Regions from separate parts of the Drosophila melanogaster genome. Here regions 2, 3 and 4 are each linked to region 1. Evidence: chromatin contacts called from public Hi-C data. All regions are on one chromosome and are shown on one strand. The core of a region is the stretch at or near the end of the contact, and the rest is flanking DNA. Distances in the headings are between cores, read along the strand shown. Region 1 holds the start of lncRNA:CR46094 (long non-coding RNA:CR46094). Region 2 holds the start of CG12290. Region 3 holds the start of Cipc (Clock interacting protein circadian). Region 4 holds the start of lncRNA:CR46090 (long non-coding RNA:CR46090).

Evidence for each region. Hi-C and Micro-C count contacts between places; a contact is called where the count stands out from the background.
Region 2: a Hi-C map of the Kc167 cell line shows a contact between it and region 1, with 2.0 times the contacts expected there.
Region 3: a Hi-C map of the Kc167 cell line shows a contact between it and region 1, with 2.0 times the contacts expected there. A contact is called at or near these places in 2 of 107 Hi-C or Micro-C datasets (the Kc167 cell line and embryo).
Region 4: a contact with region 1 is called in a Hi-C map of the Kc167 cell line, with 1.8 times the contacts expected there. A contact is called at or near these places in 5 of 107 Hi-C or Micro-C datasets (the Kc167 cell line, the ML-DmBG3-c2 cell line, the S2 cell line and 1 more).

Annotation. Positions count from the first base shown.
Region 1 is chr3R:24,570,945-24,577,931 of dm6, forward strand. It overlaps lncRNA:CR46094 (long non-coding RNA:CR46094), which reads left to right and starts at 2,826. Exons shown (of 1, transcript NR_133443.1): 1 at 2,826-3,360. It overlaps REPTOR (Repressed by TOR), which reads right to left. Exons shown (of 5, transcript NM_170151.2): 2 at 5,520-5,574.
Region 2 is chr3R:26,227,693-26,234,679 of dm6, forward strand. It overlaps CG12290, which reads left to right and starts at 2,556. Exons shown (of 1, transcript NM_001300611.1): 1 at 2,556-6,987. The coding sequence starts at 3,013. The coding sequence ends at 5,409. It overlaps lncRNA:CR44320 (long non-coding RNA:CR44320), which reads left to right. Exons shown (of 3, transcript NR_125267.2): 3 at 1,965-2,576.
Region 3 is chr3R:26,103,714-26,110,700 of dm6, forward strand. It overlaps Cipc (Clock interacting protein circadian), which reads left to right and starts at 3,155. Exons shown (of 5, transcript NM_001276054.1): 1 at 3,155-3,629; 2 at 3,872-5,164.
Region 4 is chr3R:23,331,352-23,338,338 of dm6, forward strand. lncRNA:CR46090 (long non-coding RNA:CR46090) reads right to left here and starts at 2,452. Exons shown (of 1, transcript NR_133438.1): 1 at 2,153-2,452. It overlaps pnt (pointed), which reads right to left. Exons shown (of 9, transcript NM_079737.3): 3 at 6,545-6,635.

The DNA of each region.
Region 1 (6,987 bases), core at 1,576-4,075:
ACATACAAATTGTACTTCGCTGCATTAGAAAGTTGTAAACATTGAGGATTTATGCCGATCCTATGACAACACTACAAATATTTCTTTCGACTGTTTGAACCATTAAGTTCAAACATGATCATAAATCAAATTTTTAGTCCAATTAATAGATGTTTCTCGGTAAAATAAATCTTGTTAAACCTTCATGCATTCCTTACAGAATATCCTTATCATGAACAGCACGATTATATAAATAGCATATAAATTTTTATGTTTGGATTAAACTTCTTCATTCTGCATCCCCTCTGTCGTTTAAAAGATATTTAAACATTTTTTAATACACCTATTTATGTGTATTCGTACCCACCTTATTTGTTTTTTTTCGTTTTTACACCTCGTTGCGTATAAACAAGTCAGAAAATGATGCTGTGATGATTTGTTGTAAAAGCGTTTTTAAATTACTTCCTCGAAGATTTTCAATTAAATGCACACGGTTTAAACAAATCCCTCTCGCGGTGTTTACAAATTAATTGATATTGTATTTTTGTTTAATTTTTCCTCATCCACATCCTCGTTTTCGCTTTTCGTTATTAATTATTATGCATATGGTGCGGTCCACGTTTATATGTAAATTTCATTGTTATTTCATGCGTGAGTGTGAGTTGTTTTTTTAACTAGGTCACACATGTAGCGATTAAGACGAAAATTTATTTATAATGAAGCACATTTGTAGTATATCTCATCCGAAGCACAGCACACCAAGCCAAACACACTCGGTTTGCTACATACACGAATTTTGATAAGCGGGGAGAAATCTTATCAGTGGCGACAAAGTTGGTGTTAATTTATTATTTGTATTATTCCGTACTGCGGGTTGCGGCACTCAATAATTTTTGTTGAAACTCGCTTCTAAATTAATGGCAAAAATTTACAACAAATTCTGATTAGCTTTGTTTGCTTTTTCAGCTACTTTATTCGCTTCGGATTGTTGTCAATTTTGCGGTTTCGACCGAGCAGCTGAGCGGCAAGCGAACAACTGATCGATGGAAGAGAGAGCGGAGCCTAAACTTGGGGCTTTTTGCTCTCTCTGCGCTCTCTGTATTTTATTTTTGTTCTTTTTGTTTTGGAGTGGGGTTCTAATAAGAATTTATATACATATATGTACGCACACAACAATATACACGTTTATATTATTCGGTAGGCGAATTCCAAAGCATTCGTCAAGTTTGGCAGCGTTTATGTTTGTTGGTTTATTTATTTATGCAAATTGGTATGGTTTTTTATGTCGTTGCCTCGGAAACTAGTTCGTTTCGTTAAATGCGGCTATTTCAAAAAACTTGTTTCTATTATGACAAATCTATTGGTTTTTCGGTTTTCTGATTTATTTCAATCTTCTCGGTACGCGTTAATTGTTTTCCTTCTCTCTTTTATTTTGATTATAACACTTTTTGTGTGCATGTGTGCTTTTATGTGCTGCCCAATACACTGGTTTTGTATTCTGGAGTCTCTTTAACGTTTTGTTGGATTATTTTTGTTGGTCTGCGCTCGTCAAACGTTCTTGACCGATTGATAAAAAGTGTGCAAAGCTCGGCGACAAAGCCAAAAAGCAGAGCGCCAAAAGCTCTCCAATCGCTTTTGTTTTGATTGTACAGCTGGAAGAGAGAACACGGAAAAAAACCGGTCCCTACATTAAATTAAAAGAATATTTTTTTAAGTGGTATGCAAAACCAAGATAGTTTTTGTTTTCATTTAATAAAATTACACATTGGTATTAAATATTTTTTTCGGTGTGAGTAGCGCAGCTTATGAGAGCGCATGCCCCACCATCTCTCCCACTCACACACCTAACGAATGTCTGTTGCTTCTTTCACTTCGTCTTTTCCATTTTGGAGAGAGAGCAAGAAGAGGGGAATAAGAGAGGCGGAACAAAAAGCTCGAGTACAGTCTGTTGTTTTGGTTTTTATTATTCTTCTGCTTTTTGCATTTGATTATTAAATAAATTCATTTACAAAGCTTTTCCGCCACTCTCTCCTTCTTCCCTTACCTCTCTTGTTTCCTCTTCCTATCACCCTCTATTTTGACGTCACTTTCGTTGTTTACTTCAGCTTGTTTTCCCTTTTCTTGCACATTCGCCGCCGTTGTTGTTGTTCTCGTTCGGTCTTTTTTATGCAAATTTTTGTTATGAAATTGTCTGGCGCTTTGATTTCGATTTGATTTTATTTTTCGCCAGTGTAAAAATAAACTTGTTTACAACAATCGAAAAATACAAAATACTATAAGTATTTTGCCATTGCAGAATTAAGTAAAATTGCAAGCAATAAAAGAAGCAGAATGCGCGCGTTTTTCCTCGCTGACGTTGCACTTTTTTTTGCACACGATCTTTATTAGTTTGTTTATAACAAAACGAATCAAGAGATCGCAAAAACAGCAGTATCAATTCAACTTCTGAATCCACCGCCTATCACTTGGATTCTTTTAGATACTTTTGTATCTCATTTCTGCGATCGATTTGTCTGAGTTTCCTGTGAACTTCTCGGATATTTTCAGCTGATGAAATTATGCCCCATTAAAGAGTAATGCGATACAGCTTAGTTGGCATTATGAACGTGGAAAACTGAAACTTCAGCGGATATATTTTACTCGGCTTTTATCAGGTTGGGTTTTTGTTTATATTATATTGAATTCTGATAAAATCGTTATTTGTTTATATTTCAACTGGTGATAAAAGCATACTAGGAATTCACTGATTTCCCTGAATTCCCATTTCGGAATTAATCAGAACTGTCAATCATAGCCTTGTATGATGTATGTATGTGTGATGTATGTCATTTATGTACATTTAATATATTCAAGAATTCTTCATAGATAAACCAACTTCAAACTGCATTTATTTTTGTAACTTCCAAGGACCCACTGAAATTTATTACCTTAAAGATACCAGGCAACATGAAGGGTCTGCAAATTCGATTAAATTAAATTTTAGCGACACATAATGGAAATTCTGGACAGGAGAGGAAAATAACCAACTGACGCACGGAGTTACATGTGTATATTTGTTATTTATACAGTAGCTGCTGTGGCAGAAAATCACGACCATGTCCTTGAATACGAAATTGCGACCCAACTTGCAGAGGGAACGCCAAGGATACGTAGGGAGCAGCAAGGATAACAGCCCGATCCCACGCTCTGTTTAACACCCTCAACCGCCACGACAAAAGCACAAATTGTTTATACGTACATATATACAGCTGCGGTGAAAATAATAGCACCGGAAGTGCAGGGATTTAGGATATAGATAAAAATAGTTCTTATACAAAAGAAAGAAATTGTAATTTATGTACAGTTAATTAGTTAGTATTTTTGAAATAAACCTTTTAATTGAAATCTTGTTATTTCCAAAATTTCATTTATAATTGTTCAATATAAAATTGTCCGTTTAAGTAAGCTTTACATAGAAAATCGTTTTATATCATTTTCATATCGTTTTCATTTTCATATCGTTATATTTGTGACCTCGACTGTATTTATCCCTGTTCAAGGAGGCATGTAGAATGATTTTCAAGGACGTGGGCGCCGGCATTTGAGTATTTACAATATATATTCCCGATACCCGACGCCGCCTACGTAACAAAGTGGGATTAGATACATACATAGCTATGTATGCATTTGTATATGTACATATGTACTTTAGGGATGCGTGGGCTTTACGATTCGGGTTCCATGGGATCGAAGCTCCACACTTTCACTTTCGCTTTTCCTGCGCCAAAGTTCAAGGCAGTGCAAAGCTTCGAAGACCTTGAATAGCTTTTTTTCTTCCTTTTTTTTCGTGGGCGTTGTCCTTCGTCGGCGATTTCAATGGTCGTTTCCCCACACAATCCACAATCTTATTTATGCATAGGCGCGAGTTTTCCGTTCGCTGTGAATTTTGACCAATTCGGAAGCACGCCAAGGCATAAATAATCCCTTATTAATTAATTAGATTTTGGGCCGCGTATCCCTTTTTCCACAAGGCCATGTGACAACGCCCAGAGCTTTGGTTTAAGCCTTTCGCTAAGCTTCCCGGCGAAAGGCTTTCTCGCGAATCGATGTTGTTTTTGTTATGAATAAGCAGAAGCACAACAAAAATGCCAACCGCAGACTGTCAAGGACAGTGGGCGTAAAGTGGGCGAACCGAGTGGGCATCACCGAGATGTCCTTCCGAACTCGAGCATTTCTGCGTCGTAATTTTCCAGCACAGCAGCGGGAAAATGGCGAAAATCCACCCCCAAGGTTTTGGTTCATTCTCTTTGCCATCTTTTTATTTCTCTCTTTTTTTGTTGTTGTTTTTATGGGGGCTAGCCGGCTGGTGTGCGTACACAAAGTCTATACACTGATGCAGTCCTTACAGATATCCCCACAGCCCCACATCCCCGCATCCACATCCACATTCAGCGGAGACGTTGTTGTGACGCGTATCGATTTGTTTATGTTTATCAAATGGAAATTGGCACAAGGGGCCCCAGACGAGGCAACACCTCATTTCTAGGGCTAAATAACAATGGCACATTTCTGCACCACGCAGAATCATGCGTGGGTGTCAATATGTTTTCTCATTTTCTCTTGGCCACCCCCAGAAAACTTTTCCACTTTCTCCCCATTTTGGTCGCTACTAATTTTCACTCATTTAATAATGTTCAAACTGTTCAAACAAAGGGATTCGAATTTCACAGTATTCCAGGAAAATCAATTAAATTACCCCATCTTTGGCGAATCAAAAAAAGTATGAATAAATAATCCGTCGGATGATGTCAAAGTAGAGTCATAACTTCCTTTCCATGGAATCAATAGAATCATTTAAAAAGGGCTAAGCTGCACAATTTAATCCCTGCTAAAATCGTACCACTTTGCTAAACGTGATTTCACTGGACTTTTTAGATTTTCGATGAGCTATATACGTCCACCAGTAGCTCAAATAGAACGCTTGCTCACATGCACGCGGCATGTGATGGGGAAAGCATTTAGCAATTTGCTAGCTTGTATAAACAATTTTTTTCCCATTTTCCTTAGCTCGTTTTTTTTTTTTTGCTGATTTGCAAGCTACACGTTCATTGGCCCCAACAGCAACAACAAAGTGTGCTGATAAAAAATAATAACAAAATATATACATGTACAAAAATAAGACTGACAGCGCATTCAGCACAACTAAGCATTTATTTTGGCGGTATACTAGAAGAAAAAAAAAAGCCAAGACCATTGACTCTATTTTCCCGAAGACCAACTCAAGTCAAGTTCAGGGCCAATCGCCAATCAGTTGCTACTACTACTCATGGCTATATTTTCTGGTTTTTGTGGAGAAACATGGTTGGACCACTGGACATTATCTAATATAGCACGTCACCACCCATGGGGAAAAGTATAAATAACCATGGACAAAAAGCTCAAGTCTAAATATAATCAATTTAATAAATTAAGTTGTCAACGAATGAAATATGTGTTTATATATTCATGACTTATGTTTACAATAATTAAGGTACCCAAGAAATCGTAGCATCAAAACTTACCTCACTAATTACTTTGGCAATTTTTCAAAATGCAATGCACTATTTAAATGCCAACCTGCAAATGGAAACAAAGAAAACCGTATTTAAATATCAAAGCTAAATGTAATTTGCATTTATACATGGAAAGAACAAAGTGCGAAATGAGTTAGGCACACTAATGGAGAATAGCGAAATATTTAGTTTTCTATATTAATAACTTTTAGCTGTTTGGTTCAATGGTTGCAGACGACGTCGGCGATAGCATGTAATATATATAATATATATATATAGATATATATGCTCATTAATATTCGCATATATAGCATGCATGCTATATGTTTGACAATGCGGAAGTTGTTGAAATTATACCAAATCCAAAGCGAAACAAAGAGAACTGCAGACGGGCAGATATAAAATGGTTGCACTCTGTCTGCCGCCTGCAAGTATTTGCAGTTTAGCAACAAGGCAGCGAGACATGGATCGTGTCTCTATATATGAATGTATATATACTGTACATATAGACAGATAAATAAATTGCCGGCTGCTATCTGGCTGGCGCAATTAATGGATAGCACTACTGACAAGGTTAAAGGCGGCAGATGCCGACACGGATTTACTCCATTTCCAAGCGTAGTGACAATAAAGGATTATTGGCATAGATGGGGGAACAAGAAATGTTACTTCAACCATTTCGCCATGTAACTTATTTAAAATTTCTTACAATCTCCACTTACTTGAATGTATAAAAACGATTGGGATTTTTTATAAAAACACTGCTCTAAATGCGATTAACGTGAGTAGACGATGCGTGCGCAAATCGTTGAAGGCGAAGACTTCGACTTAAAGCAATGCTCCACTAACTCGATCCGAAGATCCTAAGGATTAGGCAACAGAAAAGCAAAAAGGGAACCTAACAAACCGGAAAACGCGACGCGACGCGAAGGACGAACAACGAATAACGAGGAGCGCGGAACACAACCGACCTGTCCGGATTGCACTCGATAACTGTGTCAGCCTCTGGCGGCGGAATGCCTAGAGAGTCCGACCACCAGGACTCGGGAGGAGTCACCGCGCTACAGCTCAGTTGGTCTCAGGTTGCGAACCCTCCACCAAAGCAGCACCATCCAAGCAAGGAGATGCGGGAGAGCGGAGCGTTTGTATCCTCGAATATCCTGGCTGAAGACGCGACGAAGATAACCGCCGTCGTGCGCTGGGGGGTGGAAAGACCGCCGACCGAAAAGTAACCCTGAACAGCCAAGGATAATACTGTGCCAAATCGAAGGACTCTGCTCTCCGTTTTTCTATTTTTTTTATTTTTTTTTTTCGTAGACGATTTAACTTTTTGTTTAGCCAGCAAACGACGCGGGGTGGAAAAGCGCTGGCGGCAAGGAGTTTCCTTCCATGAATGAGTGAGTGAATTTTAGAAAAATAAACTAGGTACAGTAAAACTTTCAATTATTATGTGCTATTTGGACAGCGAAAAAACAAC
Region 2 (6,987 bases), core at 1,306-3,805, 1.7 Mb after region 1:
TGAATAGTTTAAAGTGCAGCAGACGTGCACATTTAAATTGAAAGCAAAAAAAAAAAGAACCCCGACAAGAGCCGGCAGTGCGGCTTTGATCTTAAATCACAGATATATTCTACCCCATCAAATAAATCAAATTCGCGGAATCCCAGAGTCGTCTACATGCGTGCGGAAACTCTTAATTTGAGCACAAAGTGGATTCTACTGCGATTCCCTCTGAAAAGAGAACAATGAGTGCATAAATGGGCATTATCAGCGCCTGCACTCGTATTTGATCAACTTCGAATTGCCTTTTGTGTTCCACTATCAATAAGTAATCAAAGCCACACTTCCTTCCTTAGATAATAGTCTGGAAAATGGAAGCTCCGCCTTGATTTAATTTGAATTCGCTTCACCCTCACCCCACAACCCGCTATATCAAGCGAAGGGTGAAGCGTTTAAACGAGCGTTAAATTCACACCCCTAAAATGCCGCTAAAAGATCGCTTTCACACTTTAAAATGCCATAGATAATGTCCACAGAGAGATCTTTAGATCGGCCCAAAGTAAATATGAATTAGTCGGGGTCTTATTGACTCAGCGTCACACGCCGTAGATGGATGGATGTTCCGTTCCGCTCGGATGGGTTTTAGTTAAATGTAAAAGTTCGGGCATGTTGCCATATGATCGATGGCTGGTGGACGTTGATCGAGCTCCACATTGATAAGACTTTGTGTTAGGGGCGGATGTTTGAGCTCGTAGGGGATAAGTGGTCGATAAAATTCGATAGAAAAAGAAAATTAGAATGCAATTAATAAAAATTAACGTTTCTCTTGATCTTTGCGAAGACAAAGACCCATAAATATATTTTAATTAAGACATTGCATAATTTGAATACATAAATCTTGTCGTGACGATTCTTGGGGCAAATTAGCAATTAAACGCGCCATCTTTATCGGCAATCATTCATTTCGCATCTTCTGGCATTTTCACGACTCGTTTGCGGGCATCGCAGCTATTAATAAATATATATCTCCTGGCGTAAGTAGGGCATGCAAACGCCGCTCAGACCTGACACAAAAAAAAAAAATGGCCCAGAAGAAAATTGCTTTTCTGTTGATTTTTCACAGTCTCCGGTCGCGTGTTCACAGAAAAAATATTCGGCTGGTGTGTTCCATAGAACTGTAACGGTAATGAAATGCACTGCTAAAAATAAAGTCATCGTGCGCTATACGCCTTACGATATTATTGAGAACTTTCATGGAAATATAGATAAATAATAGTGGAATTTAAAATACACATTCAACATGGCATATTTTATTGCATATTTTCCAAGAAAATATCTCAAACAAAAAAAAAAAAAAAAAACCAAAAACTTTCCTTGTGGCATTGACTTTTGGCTCGATGCCCCAAACTTTTTATGACTACTGGGAACCGAGTAGAATTTGCGATGAGCTCATTAGAGTCGATTCTCCGGTCATGTTGTAAGCGCCTGATCGTCGTCCGATCTGTGTACCGACTTCATGGGATAATGCGTAGTTATAAAAAGACAGTTAACTATAATCAAGAGCCTTCATGTGAAGCGGGCGTGTAGGGCTGAGTGGGTGTGGTTCCAATGCGATTTAAGGTAATTGACTATAAGTACCCATGACGAACTTCTGGACAGTTCCCCAGTGGAAAAAAAAAACTGGATTTATTTCTTATCGCAAAACTTGCGATAACCAATTTGTATATGTTCATTCAGGGAGCGTGCCGATTTTTTAGTTTGCGAAATTGAGTTGTTATGTTTTCTGAGTCATTGTCGAGCGGGTTTTGGTAGCCGGGGATTAAATCTGCTGTATCATCTTGGTCCAGCGTTTATTTCTATTTGCTTTTAATTTCACAATCAAAACAGCAATAATAAAACCGTGCCTTATCTTACGGACATATCTCCCCAAGCGTCGTCTCGCTCTAATTTGGATTTTTCCTCTCTCTCTCGCTCTTTTCTTGCAGCTGGCGCCCGACGGTGGGAATTTCATCAGCTGTTGTTGTTGTTCATTTCACAGCAGCAGTCGGCCTAATAAAAATGCAATTTTTATGGTTAAGAAAATAGTGCGCGAACGCCGTTGTGTTGCACATTGGAAATTGTGCAGAAGCCAGAAGAAAATGTGTCTTGGAAAATGGAAAAGCACGAGCAGCAGTAGCACCAGCAGCAGCTATAACATTGAGCCAGTGATGTAATACAGAGCAAAAGTGAAGCGGCGGCAATTGGCATTGCAAAAAAGAAACAGATTATACAATTTGTGTTGCTGCCGCACTGAACTAGGACAACAGCAGCAACAACAGCAGCAGCAACAACAACCACTAGTGATAAAGACCGGCTGGCAACAGTGCAGCGGCCACTTGCAGCAACATAATTTCAAAGTCGGAGCGTGGGAATCGCAAATCACGGCAGTGGCAGCAACAACAGCAACTGCAGCAACACTCGAGCACTCGTGGCTCTCCGGATCGCTCATTTCGCTCGCCGTTCTCGCGCTGGCGTTTCTCCGTTTCGCTCGCACCCGCCTGTGGAGCAGTCGCGTATATTTGGAGGCGTTGGGGCGAACGCTCACGACAGTTGTGCTTGGAACGCTTCGGAGTGAAGATCGTGCTCGTCCGATCGGTGCGCGTGATAAATACACGGCGAACAAAATTGAGTCAAGAGTCAGACGGTCGCAAGACAATTGACAAGACACGAAAAATCATAATAAACACAAGTGGAAAAGCAACTGCTTGAGAGCAAAAAAGAAATTGTTTTTTACAAATCTCGCACGTAAATTAGCAAGCGTTCGCAAGAAACAAACCGCATACAATACTGAACACAAAAAAAAGGGTATTCAACAAAAAACCAAAAATATTTGGCTGCAAATGTGAAGAGACGAGAGACAGCGGATATACTACCGAGTGAAATTTGTGTCATAAGCAGAGCCAAAACAAAACCGAAAAGCCAAATTCAATAAAAGGCCATAAGTGACTGTGAAACTGTAAAGTGATGTGTGGTAATCGAAAAACAGCATAAAGAATGGCCATAGACCTCCTGATCCTGGCCCTGCTGCTCGTCTCGTTCCTGATCAACCTGCTGGCGCTGTGTGCCTTTTGGATAACGCCTGGCTTGAGGACCACCGCCAATCGCTTTACGATCAACCTGCTGGCCATCAATCTCATTGGTTGCTGCATCTTGGCCCCCACTTTGTTCCTGGGACTGCCGGGAAAGTCTGCGGAGGCATCCACTTCCAACGCCGAGACCCTGGAGTTCTTCTCGAAGCCGGGAAACCATCAGGTGATACTTCGTCGCAATGGCCAGCTGGTGGAACAGGACGGCGTGGTGGTGCGAAGGAACATCAGCGAAAACGGCGATACGGTGGAGACCTTCTTCAAGTGCAATGCCACCTACTGTCGCGAGTTGACCATCGATGAGCGCGGAGATGGTGGCTTTGTCATCACGGAAACCGAGACACACGAAGAGAATCTCTCGGCCTTTGAGAGCTTACCCACGGAGGCTCCCATTTTGCCGCCCGTCCAACTGAGATGTTGGTCCATAGACATGACTGCTGCGCTGGGAGCTCTGGCAGTACTGCTCGTGGTGGGGGACACCTGGTGTGCCGTTACGGATCCCCTGCGCTACCACAGTCGCATTTCGGGCGTGAAAACCTGGATCTTCATAGCACTCACCTGGGTGGTGGGCATACTCTTTGGAGCCCTTTCCGCCTTCCGAGTTTTGGACTTTGAGGCGGACGCCCTGTTCAGCAGACAACGCCGCCTGGCAGTCACGTACTTCAACATCAGCAGCACCAATAGTATTTTCGGAGTGGTGTACGCCAGTGTCTACTTCATCGTGATCATCCTCCTGCCCTTCGGCTTCGTGTGCGGAATGTACTGGAGGATATTCAGTGAGGCGCGCGGAAATGGGCTGCGCATGCGCCAGAATGGCTCTTCGCCGCTGCTGCAGAGCGCCTTGAATCTGACGGCTGGCCAGCAGGCGGCTCAAGCCAACCAGTTCTCCAATAGCTTGTGTGTTCATCGGCATTCCATATCCTCGGCCAGTTCGCATGGCGGCAACAGCAGCTTGGGCTTGGGCGGTCTGCAAATGCAAATTGATCAGCGCCAACAGCCGAGGAGTTCGCCCAGTTGTCTCCGTCGGGACTCGGCCGCGAAAGTACTTTTGCCCACCATCTCGGATGATGGTGGCTCAGATGCGGAAAGTGGAGCCGGAGTTCAACTGATGCCCGTACAGGAGCACTCACTGTCAGATAGAAATCAGAACATTATGCTTACTCTGCAAACAGCCAGTGGTGAAATAAAGAGGAACTACTCCGCCAGACAGCTGCCCCTGTTGGGCACTTCTTCGCAGGATCTGAGGGAGACTAATCGTCTGCAGGGCATACGCCAGGTGCACAGTTCGCCCAATCTCCACAAGTACACGGAACTGCGCCAGGACTCGCTCAGTGAGGAGTGTGGTTCTCCGCATCTTTTGGGTCACGCCCAGCGGCAGCAGCAGCAGCAATTGCACCTGCAACATCAGCAGCAACAGCATCATCACCACCAGCAACATCATCCGCACTTCAGTTCGCCGCGCCACCAGCAACACGGCCACGCCCTCCAGATACCCGCCATTCATGCCTCCCCCAAGGCTCTGAGTTACATGAGCTCCTTGCGACACCGTTTGAGCAACGCCAGTTCGCTATTCAAATACCGTGAGGAGTCGAGAGCAGCCCGCATCAGCATCCTGGTGGTGGTGATGTTTGTGGTCTCGTACCTGCCCTTCGGACTGCTGGTACTCCTGCAATCGCGACTGTCGGCTGCTAACTTTGGCGGATCCTCCCAGCTGGCCATCTTCATGATCCTGCTGGCCAATCTCAGTTCGCCATTCATCTTCGCCTACAGGAACAAGAGGGTGAGGCGAGGAGTCAAGCGGCTGTTTGGTCTGGATTCGTCGTCGGGCCTGCAGCGCAACTGCAGCAGCAGTGTAAAGACCAATGGCACCGCAGGTCCTGCTGCAAGTGGTGCACAATTGCAGCGCAACAGCAGCAAGTTGTCGCAGTACAGCAGCAACAGCTGCAAGTATCTCACCCCCCAGAGTTCCCTGGTCAGTCAAGTGCCGGTGCATACGACCTTGACGTTAAGGCCCAACAGCAGCTGCAGCACCATCATCAATTTCGGTGGCGCCAGGGGCTCAGCGGACTCCGATGAGCAGCCACCGGCAACACCACCACCTACTGTGGCAGTTGCTCCACCGCCCACACGACCGCAGCGCCCCAAGCTGCAGAGGGGCATCACCATCGTTGAGCACATAGCTATAACACCAACCATGCCCCAAAAGTTCCAGAATCGGCGCGCCAGGCTCTTCGACATGTTCTTCCGCAGCTCCAAGAAACTGCAGGCGGGCTGCCAGAGCCAGAGTTTGCCCACTGAGGTCTAAACGGGGGGTTATGATAACTATACATATAGGAAGGTAAACAAACACTAAACTTGCTTGCTGAAGAATTCTAAGAACAGTATTCGTAATTTGTAAGTCTAGCAATTAACAAAGACAACTGTTTGAATTTGAGTTTTAAGACCAGATCATGCTGTCCTAGAAGCTTCTCATGCCAAAAAACAAAACCACAAAGAAAGTCAAACTAGAAAGTTTGAGATGCTTTAAATTAACAAAAAAAGAAAAGAAAAAAACAAAAAACAAAACAAAGTACCTTTTAAAAAATAGAAAACTGTGTACAAGTCAAATTAACAAAGATTGAGAGTGATGGGAGTTATAATCTTAGGGTGGATATCAAACTGAAAAGTGGAACCAAGCCAAGCCAAGTTGAGATCGTAATCAATGTACCTAAGCAACTTGCATATGAACATTTAATGTTTTTACTCAGATGAAATCACAGGAAAATAGCAAAGACAGCACAGCTTATTCGAACTTCCCCAACTAGTTTATTATTTATTGAAACAATTGTAAATATTTATTAGACATCCACGCCGCAAAGCTTTAACTCCAAAAACATTCTGGCTAAACAAGAAGAGACGCATACATTCGATTCATAAGTTAATTAAGTCAATGTGCAAAGCATATGTGTATTCTAGAGTTTAAGTTGTAGAGCCGAGTAGTCTTACACCGAGCACCTAGTGCCGAGCAGTGCTTTTTCACCTGCCCAACTGGAGCGTCTGTTGCAGGCGGCATTTTCATATTGAAAATGCATTTTGGCCAGTGCACAGTTGGTTTTCCAGTTGGCCAGAATGTCAGTCAGCAGTTAGTTAGCCTTTGGTTAGCCAACGGCTATTGGGCCATTAAGTCAATTTGCTTTTTAGAACACCGCGGGCATTGCGTGCAGCTAAATACCTCATTAGTTATAATTTGAAGTGCGAGATGGATGGCGGCAATAGGTCAAAGGTCGGAGCCATCGGCACGGCCCATGCATAATGCATGGAAAATGTTCGATTGCCCCTGGCATTTGTATCATTTGCTTTACTATGCTGCAGGCCAGAAAGCTTTATACCTTAAGTTCTCCTGCTTTGATTTCCCTTGGCTGCACAAAAAGGCAACAAAAGCAACACACACTCACACAACACAAAAAAACCTCGAATTTATATTTCTAAAGTTTATATTTTATAAAGAGTGTGTGCATAGGAAATATCTATAAATATTCATGCATGTGTGTCGGACAAAGGAAATATTTCAAAACCAATTATTGTGATGTTGAGCAAGGGGGCAACCAAGAATGTAATTTCGAAATGCATTAAAAATAACTTAAAACATGTATTAATAGTTATAATATATACAAGCTTATGTGTGTATACATACTTTACTAAATAGTGATATTTTTTCAAATTTATTCAACTGTCATTCGCTAAACCATTCGATGTAAGCGCAAAAAGCAAATGTAAAACCAAACCAAGTTCAATGTGACAAATTAGCTTTTAATCCGAAAAGAAAAGCAACTATTGGTGGTTGATGCAAGTCAAATCCGGTATATTCCAGCCAAGCTGCTAATAAATTCGAAAACGAAAACAC
Region 3 (6,987 bases), core at 1,905-4,404, 1.5 Mb after region 1:
CAATCGTTTCTTTTATAAATAAATATATATGGTATTTTTTGGGAAATTATCATATTTATTCTAAGAGATACGAATATGAACCATTTGACATGATTTTTCTTTAAAAGCTGTTTAGATTTTTATGTATGGGCTCCTTTAAGTAATAAAACAGTGCCTAACAAATATAAAGTTATAAAAAAATAATAAAAATATAAAGTATAAATTTATCGTACATAACATTGGTTATTGGTTATTGGTTATAAATATATTAATGTGAAGTGGTTTCCGGTTGCATACTCATTGTTTTGCACTTACAGATATGGCTGTATATATTTCAGTTAACTAAAAATATGAATGAAAATATAATTTAATATTACTAACAACCTGTTTTGCTGCCAGTTGTTTTGCGACAGGTGCGTACTTTGTTTTCGCTGCCAAAATGTTATCAAATTGTCGGTATCAGTGGGTATTATATGTATTTTTGTATGTTGATCCGCTGGGGGCCATCGGCTTGTGTTCCAACGTATTGCTCCCCATAGAAAAGCGCGTGGCAGCCTTTTGTTTTCACCATTTCCCACCCTGCATTTGGAGCAGCGACTATTTATGTACATACATATGTACATATGTATAATGCAAATATTTGTATGCAAATTTACTTACAGGCGTATTTTCGGCGACTTTTCACAGTTGTATCGAAGAGGCCTTGACATTGGGCATGTGTGGGGAAACAACAAAAGTCAACTACGGAGAATAAAAATAATTATAAAAGGCACTAGGGAGTGAAATAACTTGAGAACAATATCCATTCGGAACAATGCTATTTATATACTCTATTAGGTAAAAAAGTATTAAAGTATTAAACTAAGTTCTCTAAAACCTTGAATGTTGCAAATTTTAGTTGATATTCTTGAAAATATCGATTTTAAAAACACATTAATTTTTGTAATAGCATTGACAAATTGAAGTACCTCATTAAAGGGTATTGGAAATCTGACACATGCCGGGAGAAAAAACCGGCAAAAAAACCAAATAAAAAACCGAACACCATGAGTACCGAGCGGTCGGCGCATGTTACTGTTATTGTTATTGTTACCCACACAACCGCAACGAACACGCTTGCATACACACACACACACCCAACCCACACACACATACGGTCAAAGCATTTGCAAATTCGATACTCTGAAATGTCTAAAAATAAAACATATCATTGCTGACCGCCGTATCAATTGATAACCGCTTTTCCGCTGAGTAATTGTGTTCCCTAGAAATTCCCAGACAAAAACAAATCAAATATGTTTTATTTTTGGCAATCCAATAGCATACACTGAACGTAAAAGTGTTGACAAACAAATGTGTTCGCCGCACGATCATTAACCGCAGAATTGAAATACAATCTGCGGTTTTTGAAGTGTTTAGCCAGCAATATTGTGGTTTATTTTTATCACGACATAGCTATTTTTGGAGTAATTAGGCACAATTATTTTAATACTAAAGGACAGATAATAAAATTTGTCACTTAAAATGCCATTATCAATTAAAAATAAAACAATAAATATGTCAACGGCAAGATGGTTGTGTTTAGGCTATTTCGGTACAGTTTATTTTCGTCTATTTCTAATCAGTTGAATTATTCGTGTTGTTCGGGCTATACTCGTTAGATTTGATTACGCACTTTTATTTAACGGGCGTCTTGATAGGATGGACAGCCCACATAATAACGACCACGTTTATGGAACTTTTGCATTGACGCAAAAGAGTGGCCACGCCCCTACACTTCATGGCAATTAAATGGCACTTTGGGTGCAGAAATTTAAGGGCGGAAAAAATGCAAATGGCCAGACATGTGCGTGATGCTTTTATGGTCGTGTTCCTTTTGTTTTACGCGGCGTACACGTGTCGGCAATTGAAATAGAAAAGCGACCATGGCCCAGACACCCACGAGCCCATTAAAATCACACATAAAGAACATGGCAAAATCGGGGGGAAGCGGTTCCGCAAGGGGGCCTCCAACGAGCGTCGTTGTCGTTGTCTCATGTGTTATGCTAATTTCTCTTTTATTGTTCGCTGCTCGGATTTTGCTGCCATTTACGACAGCAGCAGACGATTAAAGCCAAACCGGAAGTCAGCCATCGTTCCCCGTTTACCGTTAGTGTCGCAGGCGGCTGCGCCGGCAACAGCCAAAGGCCATTGAATTGCCTTTTCATTACGAAAACAGCGCGAAAGGTCGCTCGGAAAATGTATCTGTCAAGACAGTGGGTCTTCGAGCAGAAAAAATATATGCATATTGTACAGCAAGACCTCGCAATGTCGAACGTTAGTACAGAGCTTTCATTTAGGGTTTTAAAATTGTACAAAAATAAATGAATCTTTTATTATTTTAAACAACACTTCTTATATTATTTATATCTATTTTTTATGGTTTAAGAATCTCCCCCGTACTCTGTGTATATATATATAGCAACCCGTCAGCGCAAACACAACTCATTGAAACTCACAGCCATCGCGCAGAGGGAGAGGAAGCAAAAGCAATCGGCCGTAACAAAATTTCCGACACGTGCGACAAAATTGCCTTCTATTGCGACGGGGAGGGGGGTGGAAGTGGGAGGTGATGGCCTGGCCCGAGGGTCCGGATTTAGGCAACCAGAAAGGCACGACCAAAACAAACCCGAACCAAACGCAAAGCAGCTCTCCCCTGGGATTCCCCATTTTCGGGGCGTGTTGCTGGCAACAATGTTGCGGCAACATTTTTCGATTGATTGAGATGCGTTGGCGACTTTTGAATGCGAATGTGTGTCAACAGTTTTTCACTGATGCTATAAATAATTTTATTTTGGTGGATGCTCGAGCATGAGTGTGTGCAAATAAATGATTTGAACCGTTTTCTGTAGATAAGGCCAGCTATAGTAATTTGTTGATTACTCTGCGAGTAAAGTCAACTTATTATTTCGTTGCTTATCGGCTAAATTTGCTAAATTTAGAACTTAGAACTAATTTAATGTTAAATATGGTTTTAAGAATTTAATATGTTTGATTAAAAATATGATCTAACCAAAAATAAATTTATTTTTCTTTTTTTTTTTTTTTAATAATTTCCTAACACATTTGGCCACTTTTGTGGGGTGCGCAGTGAGTGCCCGCTGAGCTACTATTAAAACGACGCTCGTTCGTCGGACCGCGTTCATTCTGCTTTGGGCGGTCGAGGTGTTCGTCTCGCAGTTTGGTCAAAAAACTGGAAAAGCTACGAGAGCTTTGTATTTCGCGCTGAACACGAGCGTTTACGTATTTTGCAGTCGCACTCGAGTATTCGCATATCCGTGTTTGTTGTTTGCCAGCGCGCGTGTGTGCCACTGTGTGTGTGTGTGTGTGTGTGCGTGTGAGTGAGTGTAGCTGTGTGTAGTGGTGTGACGGCCACACGCGCAACGAAAGCGAAAGTTTTGTTTGGCGCGCGTGTTGCCATTGGCGTCTGCGAATTTGCACACACACGTTCCCTTACCTAGAATAGATTAAAAGCGTGTGAAAACAAATACGAAAAAATACAGAAAATAAGAAGAAAAGATAATGTTCATTATTCCCAATGAGGGTGCATTAAATTAAGGGTATCTAGAGCGGAAGAAACACGACATCAACATCATTCCCGCAGCGTCTGGGTAAGTCGGCAGGTCTCGCGAAAAGGTTTGCCATAAATCTCCCGGCATTAGCATCAGCATTTGTGTGCCACACGTGCGGTGCTAAATAATAATACAAAGCCAAAAAAAAAAAAAAAAACACAAAATTGCACTTGACAGCCGACTTCCGATGCTGAAAGCTCTCCTGCCAACTAGAGAGGTTGTCCTCCTGTTCTCTGTATTTTTTTTTTTGCATCCCCCCTGAATTTCCTTTCCCCGTATAGGCGAGATTTTTTCAAGCTTCGTGCCTCACCTTCTGAAGGACGAATTTAGGTCAGGATCCGTGGGCCTTATCACATGACTCATGGCGTGTCCTTTGGCATTTGGGCTTCCTTGTGCTGCGCTTGCATCTGCATTTCGGCGGGCCACATGGCGTATGCGCAATATTGATTTCTTAAGCTCACTAACTGTGACCTTTAAAGCTCGTACTTAAAGTAATTTACAAATTACGAAACAAACTTATGTTAACCAGATTTAAATACGGCTTACTATTAAAATTAAAAAAAAAATAAATGCTCTCTGCGACTGTTTTATTATATACCTCAAATACTCGCGGGAAATATAAAGCATAAAGTTCGAATAATGTTTTGGGCTTCAGGGACTTTCAATGTTTACATATATTGCCAGACGCACTCAATTTTCGCAAGGGAAACAAAGTGTAACTTAAAGAAAACAAAACTTTAACATGTTGATGTGTTAGCCCTTTATTTGTTTCTGTGCTGTCGAATTCCAAGAACTAAGATAAAAAAGTACTTCCTTCCTTTACGTAAATATGTTTTGGTTTTACATCAGCCATTAAGAGTTCGGTCAAATCGTGTGAAATATTCTTGAAATAAGCACAAAGTAATCATAGAGCTTTGTCTGCGATTTGAAAGAAGAGAAAAGTAGGGAGATTTTTCTGGGCCACTTTTGCAGCTGGTTTTTACGGCGTACTAAAAGAAGCGATGGCTCAGCTAAAGTGAATCAAGCTCAAGCTGTGATCCACAATCGACAGCTGTTTGTTTATTTATTTTTTTTACTCACTCTGAAGACTTTGTATTTGCCTAACTACGATTACTTCAAGTCAGTGAGAAACAGTGCAACGAAATGAGCTTAAGTTCTGGGTATTATTATTATCTTCGGTTCATTGGCACTATTGAACCCATTTATTCTGGGCGTATTTCCAACCGGAAATTGCTTTAGGCAGTCGTGGACATTAAACAGGTACCGAGCATATCTATATCTCTGATAGGTAACTCTTGCGCGTGTTTCGGGGGGGCCGCTCCATTCATGACACCCCATGACGCCCATAATCGTAGATTTATCATTTTTGCTCGAGCGCGCGCGTTCCGCATTACAGCAACAAACAAAGCAGTAAAAAATTGGAAAAAATATTAGCCCCATCCGATATATAAATATAAACAAGCAACAACACGGGCGAAGGCAAAAAGAAAAAATAAATAAAAGACAACAAAATATATATGTAGAGCTGATATGCGGATCGTCAGCTTTGGCCCCAAATGTGGAGAAAAGAGAGCGCGAGTTACCACCCCACCCCCTAAACCCCCACGCCTCTAAACAAATCATCGGACACTCAACCGGGAAGACGGCAACTGGAACACCGCATCCGGCCGAATGCTGACATTCCGGCCGAATGCTGACATTACACAAAAGTCGCACTGCAACATTGTCCCCAGCTAGCCAGCCACATGCCGAGTCGGCATGTTCATTATGCTTACAATTAAGAACCTATGTACTTATGTATAAGACGAAAACGGAGGACTCGAGTAGCCACTCTCTGACAATAAACTTCATACTGATTTTGAACTTCAAGAAAGTCAGTCGTATTCTTTATTGGAAATCTTCACACTACAACTATCTGCTGAAACTTAAAAACCTTCATACATTTACACATCATATCTTCACAAAAGGCTCCACCCTCGATCACGGACTTAACTGGCGCAGCCGGTAGGATGTCCTACCTATTAATAATTACCTACCTGTAAGTAAACATGTAAGAAACGAAACAAACTATATGCAAGATGTCGACTGAAAGTGACTAGGAACAAATTTTTATAAAACAAAATTGAAGTTGTGAAGTACCAAATGAAACTCAAACATATATTCAAACACAGGAAAAAAAAAGAGAGAGGAAAAATGTAAAATAAATAAATATACAAAAAAAAAGTGCAAGTGTACCGTACTGCCGCGCTGACGTGGAATCTATCGCTGATCATCACGCCATCGGTATGTCCATACTCTGCCGAACGTCATAATTTTTTTAAAAAAGTGCAAGTGTACCGTACTGCCGCACTGACGTGGAATCTATCGCTGATCATCACGCCATCGGTATGTCCATACTCTGCCGAACGTCATAATTTTTATAAAAAAGTGCAAGTGTACCGTACTGCCGCGCTGACGTGGAATCTATCGCTGATCATCACGCCATCGGTATGTCCATACTCTGCCAAACGTCATAATTTTTATAAAAAAGTGCAAGTGTACCGTACTGCCGCGCTGACGTGGAATCTATCGCTGATCATCACGCCATCGGTATGTCCATACTCTGCCAAACGTCATAATTTTTATAAAAAAAGTGCAAGTGTACCGTACTGCTGCGCTGACGTGGAATCTATCGCTGATCACCACGCCATCGGTATGTCCATACTCTGCCAAACGTCATAAGTTTTTATAAAAAAAAAAGAGTGCAAGTGTACCGTACTGCCGCGCTGACGTGGAATCTATCGCTGATCATCACGTCATCGGCACTTACATACGCTGGCCAACGCATCGCCAAAGCCTCTATATACACTTATATATGTGAGCATACAATATCAACTACAATCCAATACATCCACGTACTGTACCGCCTCGTTGGCATGGAATCAAACGCTGATCACCATGCCACCGTGGTAAACAAACAAAGCACCAAAGCCTCTCTAATACATTGTACACTCAAAACGCACACTGCCATACGTCGGCGAAAAATCAAAACATAAGCAAAAATCATTTCAAACCAAGCGAGGCTCATTCTGCGTACCACAACGACAACGACACTGCATGTGTAGTGGCGCACCCATGTCTGGGTAGCCGAGGTAAGGGGAAAACGCTTGAGTATCGTCAAGTGTTCTTGCCTTTCACTCTTCTACAATGGGTTGCTACGCTCATGTATTGCACATTCAAAATAACCAAAACAAATGTACTAAAGAAGTCGACATATACAGATATATTTTGTTTCCTTTCATTGTGTAATTTTGTATATCAAACAAATACTAATACCAATCACATTGCAGAATATAAAAGGGAAAATATAAAGCCAAAGACAGACACCCATACACTCTAGTAAACAAGAAATTTGTTC
Region 4 (6,987 bases), core at 1,202-3,701, 1.2 Mb before region 1:
ATATACATATATAAGCATTGAAAAATATATTTCGTTATATTTATCTAATTAAGTATTCCCCATGGTATGCAATTGTTTTTTGTGTATTCAGTTTCCAATTGGCGCTTAAAAGTAGGCAATATTTTAATACACTCTTAGCTAGCTACTGTCCGCCAGGTGTCGCTACTAAGCCATGTAGAAATCATGTATAAAACAAAAAAATACGTTTTGATAAACTAATTAAACTATTCCCGCTTTTAAAATAAAACAAACAAAAGTCAATTAGTTAAGTCAAAATACGCAAATGTTTATTATACTTAAAAACCATTTATTTAAATGTATATGTTCATATTTATGCAGCACATAGTGTATTTGATAAGGAACTGATATTCCATTTATTCCAATAGTTTTACGACACAAGCAAATCCCAAAATAGAAATTATTAAACAGAAAGCTGATAAGAAAAGAATTTATTTTGCTGTGCTGCTTTTTCTCTAATGAAATGTTCAATTTAATATATCAGTCTGGCAAATACCCTTACCTAATAGTTAATTTAATGCAACCAATTTGTGTAAGTTTACATTCCCCTATCATCTTGTTACCTTGGTAACCAACAATTGAGAAGTGCTTCTTGTGTCTTTTTAGTTTCCGATACTTCAAGGTGTAGGCTAAGTGCATTATAATATTAGAGTGTCTGCTACACCACCCTCCCCTTTTTGCCCTTTGCCGCCCAAAAACACCCACCTTCACCGATAACGAGCACTTCTTATCAGCCAGCCACAAATATTTGTTCTTCGTCCAACTCATTGGTTATTTCTTGAGCTCCAAGTTGTTTGGAGCATTGGAAAGTGAGTTTTGCGTTTGGTAAAGTTCAAATTGCTGAAGGTCGCACGCGTGAGAGGGTTGCCTGATAAGTTTTGTCACCCTGATTATTGTGCTGGGTCAGTTGTTTATGGCTATATTAACTCTTCTGCTGCTGCTTCTTTTTTTATGCTCGCCCTTTCTCTGCGGCATTACAACATTTCGGAGCGTGCTGATTAGCCATGGACTGGGCTTTATAGCGGCTCGGAAAATCCCAAGAAGCAACAACTACAACTATTACAATAAATGCTGCTAATTTGTCCATGGGATGCACTCAATTTAGACACATCCGTTCTACACAGCCAGAAAAAAATGGGTACATTTATGTACATACATATGTGTGTAAATAGAAAGAGAGGAACGCGCTTTTGTTTTGATAACATTGTTTTCGCCGTGAATGAATGGGTATGGAAATAGAAACGTTGAGGGAACGTGATTAGATAAAGTCTCTATGTCTTTTGTAAGCTATTTACATATTTGAATATATACACAGAGAGAAATTAGGCACATGTACATGTACTAGACTTAATTTACAACTTGAATTGTAAAATTGTAATTTTTTCGTATTACCATACTAATAAATGGCATAATTTTAACACTCAGCCTAACTTTATTCATAATTTTGCATTCATAAATCAGCAATAAGTTCGAATACTAATTACCCAAGCATTAGCTGCATAAAATTGAAAAAAAAATATGGAAATATCATTGGTGCTAAAACGAATGCCATAATGCACCGAATTATACCGTCATAAAGGCCTCAATTCAAATGAATCAAAAAAGTTCTCGCGCGATTAATTCCAGGCGAAACAACAACAAAAATCAACGTCGGGCTATCAAAATTTATGAATGAATAAAGCAGAATCAGGCGAAAACCCGACAAAAGGCAAGACAGAGGAAAATAAAAAAAAAAAGTATTAATAAAAAGGCAAGTAAAATAAGCAAACAAAACGAAAATCACAAATAGTAAGTGAGTACAAAGTGGCGTGCATATGAAATATAAAGCAGGCGATATAGCCCACTACAAACGCACAAATCCACACACACTCACACACACACATGTACATATATGTATGTATGTACCTCTGAATATGAATGAATGAAAAATTGTAGAAGCAGCACAACCGCAACACCAACAACATAAGTTGTTAACGCAGCAGTTCCACGAACTAAAAAAACAAAAAACCAAAACCCCAAAAAAAAAACACCAACGACAACCACAGAAGACGGGAAAAAAGATCTGTGAACAAGAAATTTGAAAGGTAACAAAAAACTGAAATTAAAACAAAAACTTAAAATCAGAAACACGAGCAAGTGTGTGTTGGCAACTCGTTTTCCAGTTTTCCATTTTTCCACATGCAGCAGCTGCCCACAAATTGTGCGTGGAGTGTTGGCGAAGAGGAGGGGAGTGGAGTGGAGTGTTGGAGTGGGGTCTGGAAGGGGGTGGTGCCTGGAATGGTGGGAAGGGGGGGAGTTCAAATTATGAATAAATAAGTAGTTGGTCCAAGAGCAAACAGCTAAAAATCAAAGCAAATACACAAAAACAATGAAAACAAAACTGGGATGGCGAAGAACATTTTGTAGTTGAAGTTAAGATACCCTTGCTGGTATTAAAACATTTAACAAAATAGTAGATTGGCAATTAGATTTTTCGAAAAACAAAGGCTTTTGTTCAATACGAATTTGGTTTAAACATTCTTAAAAGTATAGTTAAGGTTAGTTTTCAAGATTTTTTAGAATTTCAGCGACTTGGTTGCAAAATCCCAACTAAACCATAATACCCTACACTACACTGCAGGGTATAAAAAGGCAACGACGACTGCAGTTGGATTTCGAGCCAAAGTCGACGCGCCCACGGGCAGCGACAGAAGAAGAAGAAGATGAGAAGCTGGAGCAGCGATAAAAGAGGAGCCCCAAAGACAAAGCCGGAGAACAAGAAGAAGAGTAAGAGCCGGTTTGCAGGAACAAGCCTAGAAGAAGAGGAAGAAGGAAGAGGAGCACTGGTGGAGTGGAGGAGGGGAGGGGGCGACGGGGCAATGCAGGCACACGCAAAAAAGGAAGGAAACAAACATCAAGCCCCAATGACAGAGGAAGCAACCACAACAACAACAAATGGCCGTGGAAGAAGGGGAGACAGCGGCAACAAGATCCACTCGTCGCTGGCTCTTATCCCCACTCCCATTCCCAATTCCATTTCCATTCCCCCATTCATCAACTGCATTTTAATTCTTTTTTGGTTGTCTTTGCGTTTTGTTTTTTTTTCTTCGTTTTATTATTCGAGAACCAACTAGTTTTGTTGTTTTTTGCTGCCTGGCGAGTATGAATGAAAACGAACGTGTTTCTTGGAGAGCGGGAGCCCCAATTTGAGAGCGGGAGAGCGCTGGGGAGCAGCGGCGCCGGCAGCGACGTCGACAGCGCGGGGATGAATGAAATGAGCAGCAAAATGAATGAAAGTTGTGGGGCTCGCGCAGTCAACGTCGCTGCCAGCGTCAACGTTAGGCTCTCCCGATCTCTCACTCTCCCACTCTCCTTGTGAAGAGAATTTGTATATTTTTTCTACTTTTTATACAAATCATAGCGCACATATTTAATAAGCGAAAATATAATTTGCTTTATTTATTGTTTCGTTTGGTTCATTTCGTTTCGTTTTGTTTCTTGTTATTTTCAAAGTTTATGATTAATGAGAGATGATTACGGCGTGTGAGTGTGCGTGCGTGAGTGTACTTTTGTATCTGTGTGCGCGTATAATTAAAATAAGGGCAGCCTTTTGCATACACTTGCAAAAAAAGGATTTTTTTTATTTCTGCTAAGAAAAAATTGTTTTTGCACTGTTTTAGTCATTCCAATTGCAGGAGTCCGAAATGGTTTTAAACGTACAATATGATTACGTTATTATATTTTTAATAAACGATTTCCCAAGGTTTTATGCATTTTAAGTACATTTAGATTTCAGGGCGACCCTTATGCCAAGTGTATCTTTCGTGCGCATAATGTAAACTAAATTTACGTGCCTGGCTCCCGATCTTTTCTGCTTCTTCTGGCCCGCGATGTTCCCCTTTTTTATGTGCCATCCCCATTTTCCATTCAGCATCTGCGCAGTTGTCGCCGTTTTTGCATGTTTTTTCCCCCCCGTTTTTTTCGCCTTTCTGTTTCTGTTTTAGTTTTTGTGATTTTATATTTATTTTTTGTTTCTGTTGCCATTTTATGGCCGCGATCTTCTAGCGACGAGCGAAAAGTTCAGGCTGCCAGTTGTTTTCGCTAAGGGATTCGCCTGGGTCCCACATACATATGTACATTTGTATGTGTGTATGAATTGTAAATATGTCTAAATACATGTACCGAGATGTAGGGCTGTATGTGCCACTATATATAGGCCCAATGGGGTGGACCTTCCCAGAAACTTAAATTTAACTGCCAAATTAATTACCCAAAATATTACGTCTGTTTAGCCAAGTAGTACCACACTGCGTATGAGCAATGCTTTTTCGAAACTTTTCCCACGCTGCCAGTCAAACTGCTTATTCAATTCAGTACGCTAATTTAATACTTTATATAAATTTATTTTTTATTTAAATTTATTTTTTATTTAAATTTATAGCATCAACTTAGCCGTGCCACCACTGCGTATGAGTGATAATTTAAAAGACCATCTTACACATTTACGATCCCCATTCTTACAGCGAACTGAGGTCCACCCTTCCGTACACTACACATTTGTATATTTAGTTGGGCACTGACTTTAGTCTTGGGTTTGCGTTGACATTGAAATTGTTTGCGCTTTGTTGATCTCTACGCAGCGATAAGACATAAATACATAAATACTTTTTACGTTTTCGGGTTCCTTTTCTTTCGGTAACTGCCTCGATTTTTGGGCCACGGCAAAAAAGAAACACCAAGAAGATTTGTATTATTTGTTTTTATAAACATTGAACGGCTCTCAAATCGTTTTAAACCCAACGATTTGGACAGATGGCAGTGCATTGAGATATTTTTAAAAGACTAAAATGGCTCATCTTTGCAGCAAAATCCGATTCGAAATTAAAGTATTATAGAACATTGCTTGAAAATAGTTTTTAATCTTTGAAAATTTACAAAAATATATGCTTTTAATATTGATTAAATATCCCAGTGAATCTTAATCAAATAAATGCATATATTTAACTTGGGCTTAAGTTTCGTCATCGAACTCCAAACTGACATTATCGTCATACCCCAAAAAGCTAAGTACTATCCGAAAAAAAAACCCGAGAAATTCCCATTATTAACACATATTCTGTACATTGTTCTCGCTTCGCAAACAACGGGGCAAAAGATGCATAACAAATTACCATAAAACGTTGTCCGATACATGAAATCTCTTTTTGCCCCGAGACTGTGTGTGAAATAATAGATAAAGTATACTAGACACATGCCATAGGAATAGCAACAACAACGACAATGATATTTTGTCACATTACGTATACGAAGAGTTTGGCATAGTGAGTGAGTGAGTGAATGACTGACATATTGCCTGATTGACAGCGGCAGCAGCAGCAGCAGCAGCGGCGGAGGGAAAAAAGGTAGCGCTGCACATTTTCAGATATATTTATTTTGAGAGTATTTCAAATGCAAATGTATTCCGCGCGCAAAGATCTTCGCTTCGTTTTCCATTTGTTGGAGCATTTAAAGGAGCAACTCTGAGTGCATGAATGGGTGAATGAAAAAGTGAGGGAGTGACTGACTGAATGAATATGTGTCCGCAAGTTAACTTGGCACTTCGCCGGAGGGATTTGTCTGGGGATTGGGGATCGGGGTCGGGGATCGGGGAGTGGGAGTTCAGGAACAGGGGGCTGGGCCCACCGGAAACAAACGACGTGACTTTTCACTGAAATATTATACCAACTATGCGAATGCTTGGGAATTATGTTTGTTTCATCCACTACATTATAATAATCGCAGACGATACCCCCGCCCCAAAAAAATAAATGGAAATATCTTCCTTTTTCTTTTCATTCGAGCTAGGTTTTTTTTTTGTTACCAGTAACACGCTTTTGTGCGCTTATCTTATCGCCAAATTATTTGGCCCGCTCTTTCGTTCACTCTCAGTGTGTTTTCGCCATTTTATCGCTCGGTTCAAAAGGCAAAAAAATAATAATAAAGTCGCAAAAGCAACTGAACATTTATTGATCGGTTGTGACGACTGCCACATATCCTTCTGCATTCGTTTTGTAAACAATTTAATAAGCTTCTAATGCTATTGTTCTCCTTCTTGTGAAGTTGAAGTTTAAAGTAAATACACCGTAATAATTATTGCATTTAATAAGCTATGAAGACTCCAGTCAGAATTCCCAATAATTGCGTTTCTCTTGAATATCTGCCTTCACATATAAACAAAGCTAATCTATCTGACTAATATACATAAGATATACAAACAGCACGTACATATGTGAGTCGAGATAGGAACATAACGCTCCGCAACTATATAATTGTTGAACATTTGCTCATCAACAACATTTTGCTCTTCAATTATTTTCATTTCTTGGAAATCTGTTATCAAAAGCTCGCCAGACCTCGAAATGCCATTCAACAAACAAAATATAAAGTGAAGGAGCAAGAAAAACGAGCCATAGAGGCCATATGAAACCGATATAGGAAATGGGTTAGCACTTGGCCAAAGTAAATATAATATAAAATATTGAAACACTTATGATGGGTTTTTACTCACCTAATGATGCCTCATGATCTGAAATATCCGACAAACTGCACAGATCCTTGCATCCATGGATCGGCTCCTCCTTGATGAAAATATTTTTCGACTGCAAGCAAGATGAAATTTGTATTATTAGTTTAGGGTTTTAACTAACATCTCAAGGCTGATTCATTTGCTGACTAATTTGTTTTAAGATACAAGTAGAACATTATTGTGTCATATTAGAAGTCAATTCCAATGTTTGCATTCCATTCGCATTACTTTTCTGAGCTAATTTAAATTTAAATGCAGTAAGAATCTGCTGCTTTGATTGACATTGGTTCTTAATTAGAAGGCAATAAATTAGGCATGATCAATCCATCAGCTTTGTTTGTTTTCACTGGCCAAAACACCAATTCCCCCGCTGACATTTGCATGTTTTTTTTTATCTTTCCCCAAGAGGTGTGCTCCACCTGCCA